Linked DNA regions of Sus scrofa: region 2 is linked to region 1. The links are chromatin contacts, called in public Hi-C maps. All regions are on one chromosome and are shown on one strand. The core of a region is the stretch at or near the end of the contact, and the rest is flanking DNA. Distances in the headings are between cores, read along the strand shown. Region 1 holds the start of SLC27A1 (solute carrier family 27 member 1). Region 2 holds the start of MVB12A (multivesicular body subunit 12A).

Region 1 (2,823 bases), core at 200-2,699:
GTAGGGAGAAGGGGAGGAGAAGACAGAGGAAGAAAAAGGGGGAAGGAGGGAAGCCAGGAAGAGAAGGCAGAGAAGGGGAAGGGGACTGGTGGGGAGGAGGGACGGGAGGGGAGAGGGGAAGGAGGACTGGGTGGAGGAGGGGAGGGAATAGAGAGAGGAAGAGCAAGGTGGGGAAGTGGAGGAAAGCAAAGCAGGGAAGGGAGGGAGAAACTTGAAGAGGGGAAGGAGAATGGGAGGCACAAGGAGAGCGGGAGGAAACTGGGGGAACAGAGGGAATCAGGGCAAGATGAAGAAGAGGCAGGAGAAGTTTAAGGAAGACTGAAAGGAGAGGAGGAGGGGGAGGGAGTGGAGAAAGGGGAGCAAGTTCTCTGCCCACATTTGTTTTTGTTGTGGTTGTTGGTTTTTTTTGTTTTTTGTTTTTTGTTTTTTTGTCTTTTTAGGGCCACACCCGTGGCATATGGAGGTTCCCAGGCTAGGGATCCAATTGGAGCTGTTGCCACCGGCCTCTGCCAGAGCCACAGCAACTAGGGATCCGAGCTGCATCTACAACCTACACCACAGCTCACGGCAATGCCAGATCCTTAACCCACTGAGCGAGGCCAGGGATCGAACCTGCAACCTCATGGTTCCTAGTCGGATTTGCCTCTGCTGCGCCACGACCGCGGGAACTCTTGTTTTGTTTTGTTTTGTTTTATGGCCACACCCCTGGCCTATGGAGCTTCCCGGGCCAGGAATGGAACCCCAGCTGCAGCTTTGACTTATGCAGCAGCTGCAGCAATGCCAGATCCTTCAAACCACTGTGCCAGGCTGAGGATTGATTCTGTGCCTCTGCAGTTACCCGAGCCCTGAAGTCAGATTCTTAACCCACCATGCCACAGTGGGAACTCCTCACATTTGTCTTTTTTTTTTGGTTGTGCATAGAACCCGAGCCATAGCAGTGACAGTGCCAAATTCTTAAGCACTAGGCCACCAGGGAACCCCTCTGCCCACATTTGTGAACGAATGAATCTCAACTCCAGCTAGCAAGAAAAGGCCTTAGTTTCTTTACCTGTAAAATAGGGTGATCACAATAGCACTACCTGGCAGGATAAGAGTGCGGCTGGGGTTACTGAGCATTGCTGACTTCACTGACACCTGGCTGAGAAAGTAGGGGGACCAGTGCCAGACCTCTCATCTGCCTCTTCATCCCCATTCCATCCACCCTAGGCAGCCTGAAGGGACTGATGGCAGCTTGGGGAAGAGGGGGGTGAGCGCCTGCCCAGTTCTGTCCTCCAAATGGTGCCGGAAGCAGGCCCTGGCTGCCTCCCAAGGAGAATGCTGAGAAGGTCAGCCAAACAGGGCAGAAAACGAGCAAGGGTGGGGTGGGCAGGGGTGCAGAAGAGAGGGAGCTTGGAGAGAGGGATCCAAGGCAGAGGCCCACATGGGCACAACACAGAGCAGTCCCCAGGAGTCTGCACAAACAGAAGCCCGGAAGGTGTAGGGACCTCTGTCTTAGCCTCACTGTCCCAGCCTGCCTACTGCCTGAACTTCTGGGAGCTGGCGACAGAACAAAGACTGAAGGTCAGTGAGCAGCTCCAGGTCAGCCAGGGAATACGGTGGTGGGTAGCCTGGCCAGCACGTGCCTTCGCCTGATCAGGGGGAGGGCTTTAGGGTCTCTAGGTGAGCGTTTAGGACCCTAGGACTCTGTGGAAGGGTGGGGACCTAGTGTGTGGATTTTGTTCTCCTTGGGGTGCTGGAGTGATAACATTGAGACTTAATTGACAAGATGTGGGGATATAGATTTGGAATTTAGCTGGGTTCTTGGAATATAGCTTTAAGAGTGAGATGGGGATTGGATCTTCTTGCCTAGGCTGTGGGTTCCAGATCCCTGGAATGTGGTCCCGTCCCCCCCCCCCCCCCCGCGCGGGCTTTTCAGGGCTGCACTGGCGGCATATTGAGGTTCCCAGGCTAGGGGGCCAACTGGAGCTACAGCTGCCGGCCTACACCACAGCCCCAGCAACGCGGGATCTGAGCCGCCACAGCTCACGGCAACGCGGGATCCTTAACCAGGGATCGAATCCGCAACCTCATGGTTCCTTGTCGGATTCGTTCCGCCGTGCCACAACAGGAACTCCGGGAAAGTGTGTTTAAAACCGAAGAGGCTTTGGGAATTGCATTTAGAACAAGAATCCAGTACAGGCAGGCCCTGAGTGTGAATTGGGCGTTTCTAGTCCGCAGGGGTAGGGATCCTGGTTGCCATTAGGGCTTGGGCCGGGGGCGCCTGGGAGCTATACCTCTCGGCTGAGGCACTCACGGGTTTCCTAAACTCCACGCAGGGAGGGATGGGGAGGTAGGGAAGGGAAGCTGGTAGCTGGAGAAATTTAGTTGTCATGGAGACAGCGGCCGTCCTTGCTGGGGCGTTCTAGCCCCCAGGTCTTGTTGGCCGTCGTCTCTCTGGCCAAGGGGCCCTCTCTATGGTCGTGGCCTCCGGAAGGGGGCGGATCTCGGCAGAGGGGCTATAAGCCCGACAGGTCTGAAGAGAGCCTGCCCGGAGGGCAGGTGGGGCGGGGCCTAGGTTGCTAGGTGGGACGAAATAAGCCCGGAAGGTGGTGACTGGTTCAAAGCTTGAGGGCGGGGCCGGTGCCAGTAGAACTTGGGCCCGGGAATGCCGGCTAGGCCCTAGGCTGGGGGCGGGGCTTCAGTTACAGGGGCGGGGCCTCATTCAGAGAGGGCGGGGCGTATGCTTGTGGGCGTGGTCATAGTTCCAACTTGGTTCTTGACGAGCGAAACTGGAATGGGTTTGTGCTTGTGGGCGGGGCCAAATGAATAGTGGGGGTGGGTAGA
Region 2 (3,020 bases), core at 158-2,657, 40 kb before region 1:
AGGGATTGAACCTGTGCCACAGCAGTGACAAAACTGGATCCTTAACCCACTGAACCACCAGGGAGCTCTCATGTAGCATCTTTTTTCTTTTTCTTTTCTTTTTTGGCCACCCCACAGCATATGGCATTCCTGGGGCCAGGGATCACATCCAAGCCACAGTTGTAACTTAAGTCGCAACTGGGGGAATGCTGGATCCTCAACCCGCTGGGCACAGGGCTCCAGAGATGCCCCTGATCTCTTTGCACCACAGCAGGAACTCCCCTATAATATCTTTATTAAAGCACATTCGGACACAAAGGAATGCCCTGATTGATTCCTAGCCTCAGGGACTCAATAAATCAGTGCTTCAGATCACAGGGCACTTGGTGCAAAAGTATTCTTATCTTCTTCTTCTTCTTTTTTTTTTTTTTTTTTGTCTTTTTGCCATTTCTTGGGCTGCTCCCACGGCATATGGAGGTTCCCAGGCTGGGGGTCGAATCGAAGCTGTAGCTGCTGGCCTATGCCAGAGCCACAGCAACATGGGATCCGAGCCGCATCTGCGACCTACACCACAGCTCACCGCAATGGTAGATCCTTAAAAAAAAAAAAATCCCCAGAAATAAAAACAGAATATTGGTAACAAAATAAAGTCTAACCCTAAAAGAAAAAAAAAAAAAAAAATGGAGTTCTCGTTGTGGCTCAGTGGTTAACGAATCCGACTAGGAACCATGAGGTTGTGGGTTTGATCCCTGGCCTCACTCAGTGGTTCCCCTTGTGGCTCAGCAGATACTCTGACTAGTATCCATGAGGACGCAGGTTCCATCCTTGGCCTCGCTCAGTGGGTTAAGGATACCGCCATTGCCGTGAGCTGTGGTATAGGCGACAGACCCGGCTTGGATATGTCGTGGCTGTAGCTGTGGTGTAGGCCAGCGGCTACAGCTCAGGTTTGACCCCTAGCCTGGGAACCTCCATATGCCTTGGGTGCGGCCCTAAAAGCACCACACACACAAAAAACCCCCACCATTCCTTGCTAACAGGTGGTACAAAAAACAGGCAGTGGGCTAACCTATGACATTGCAGAAAACTGGAAACTACACAGGAGTAAACCTTCTGTTCCCTAATTTTCCATATTTTACTTCTGAGGGGTGTAAAAGTTTGTCTCCATACTGAGCACTTTCTTGTCTCATTTTAAAAAATGTGTATGTGAACAAGTTCTCAAGTTACACCAAGATTTCAAGGCTCAAGTTGGTCGGTATTTTTATTTAAACTAACCGTTGCATAACTCATGAAAGTCTTCTTTGGGGTGACTTCTGGAATTGTGAGTTTTTCACAGCTCACTCTCAAATTCTGGGGAATACTGACGTCAACTTTGGAAGAGAGGTTGACACTGCAAAGGATTCTGGGGAACGTAGTTCCGGTTTGCTGCTAGCGAGACATTTCCGGCGGAAGTTGATGGGCGTGAGGGGGAAAAAAAAGGAGACAATTTTCCGCAAACGTCGCTCACTGGCACACCTGGGGGACGCACGCAGTTGGCCGACAGCTTTCCCGGAACGCGCAAACGACGCCTCCTGGACTCCCGACCTCGCAAGGCTATCTGGGAGTTGTAGTTCAGTTTCGTGGCCAAACTCCGCCGTCCGGCCGCGGCTGGGAGGTCCAAGGCGGTCCATCGCCTTTGGATCTTGGTTCGGAGGATGGATCCGGGGCCCGGGACCGACGCGGCCCCGTTGGCTGGCCTGGCCTGGTCGTCGGCCTCGGCGCCTCCGCCAAGGGGATTCAGTGCGGTAAGCGACGTCGGGGAACCGGGGAAGTGTAGGGAGAGGCGGTGGCACTAGGGGCGAGGGGTTGAATGGGGGCAGAGGTGGCTGCGGCCAGGTAAGAGCCTGGCTGGCGCTGACCCGCGTCCGTGCCATAGATCTCCTGCACCGTGGAGGGAGCTCCCGCCAGCTTCGGCAAGACCTTCGCGCAGAAATCCGGCTACTTCCTATGTCTCAATCCTTTGGGCAGCCTAGAGGTAAGGGGCGCCCACCTTCGGAATCCCTGGGGTCCTTCCACTCCCCCTGTCCATTCGCGGGGTGCTGCCCGAGGCGTGCCGGTCACTCTTGCTGTGTTCCCCACCGCGTCCCCCCACCCCATCCCATCCCAGAATCCACAGGAGAACGTGGTGGTCGATATCCAGATCCTGGTGGACAAGAGCCCTCTCCCGCCGGGATTCTCCCCTGTCTGCGACCCCGTAGACTCCAGTGAGTCCTGTCGAAGGCGGGGGTGGGGTGGGGCGGGGTTGGAGGTGAAGGGCACATTCGAGTCTCTGCGGGAAAGAGCGGGGAGGGAATGGAGAGACCATAGGCGCGTGAGTTTTGAGCCTTGGCCACCCCCTCGACAGCACTTGGTAATGACAGTGTTGGCTGAGGACTTAGAGTTCTGATCCTGTACGGGGAAAATGTGCCCCGCCCTGCGTAAAAATGTTCGATTGGAAGCCTCTGTTCTAGAGTAAGTGTTCGGTCATTGCGACCTGTTTTATTTAATGTTACTAATACACCTTCTTCTTAGGTTGTAGCCAGGCTGAATCTTGCGCAGTTCTGTTTTACATTTCCAGGTTCTTACACACAGGCTCCAGTTGCCCTGGTGCTTTCCTGACAATGCTGACCACTCTGTTTTCTAACCATCAGGCTCTCCCTGCCTCCTGTGCCTTTTCCATGTATTGTCTTTTATATTTGACTCTCAGCATATATATCTGTTGGTGCAGGACTTGGCAGACTTTGTCTGTAAAAGGGCAGAAAGTAGATATATTAAATTAGATGGTGTCTGTTGCATATATATCCCTTTAAAAATGTAAAAGCCGTGGAGTTCCCGTCATGGTGCAGTGGTTAACGAATCCGTCTAGGAGCCATGAGGTTGCGGGTTCAATCCCTGGCCTTGCTCAGTGGGTTAAGGATCCGGCATTGCCGTGAGCTGTGGTGTAAGTTGCAGACGCGGCTCAGATCCTGCATTGCTGTGGCTCTGGCGTAGGCTGGCGGCTATAGCTCCGATTGGACCCCTAGCCT

Evidence for each region. Hi-C and Micro-C count contacts between places; a contact is called where the count stands out from the background.
Region 2: a contact with region 1 is called in a Hi-C map of liver, with 8 times the contacts expected there. The contact joins the promoter of MVB12A here to the promoter of SLC27A1 in region 1. A contact is called at or near these places in 2 of 47 Hi-C or Micro-C datasets (heart right ventricle and liver) and 1 of 2 datasets of contacts at active chromatin or transcription factors (alveolar macrophages).

The regions. Positions count from the first base shown.
Region 1 is chr2:60,234,214-60,237,036 of Sscrofa11.1, reverse strand. It overlaps SLC27A1 (solute carrier family 27 member 1), which reads left to right and starts at 1,449. Exons shown (of 13, transcript NM_001083931.1): 1 at 1,449-1,560.
Region 2 is chr2:60,274,359-60,277,378 of Sscrofa11.1, reverse strand. It overlaps MVB12A (multivesicular body subunit 12A), which reads left to right and starts at 1,407. Exons shown (of 10, transcript XM_021083558.1): 1 at 1,407-1,760; 2 at 1,892-1,990; 3 at 2,123-2,219. The coding sequence starts at 1,963.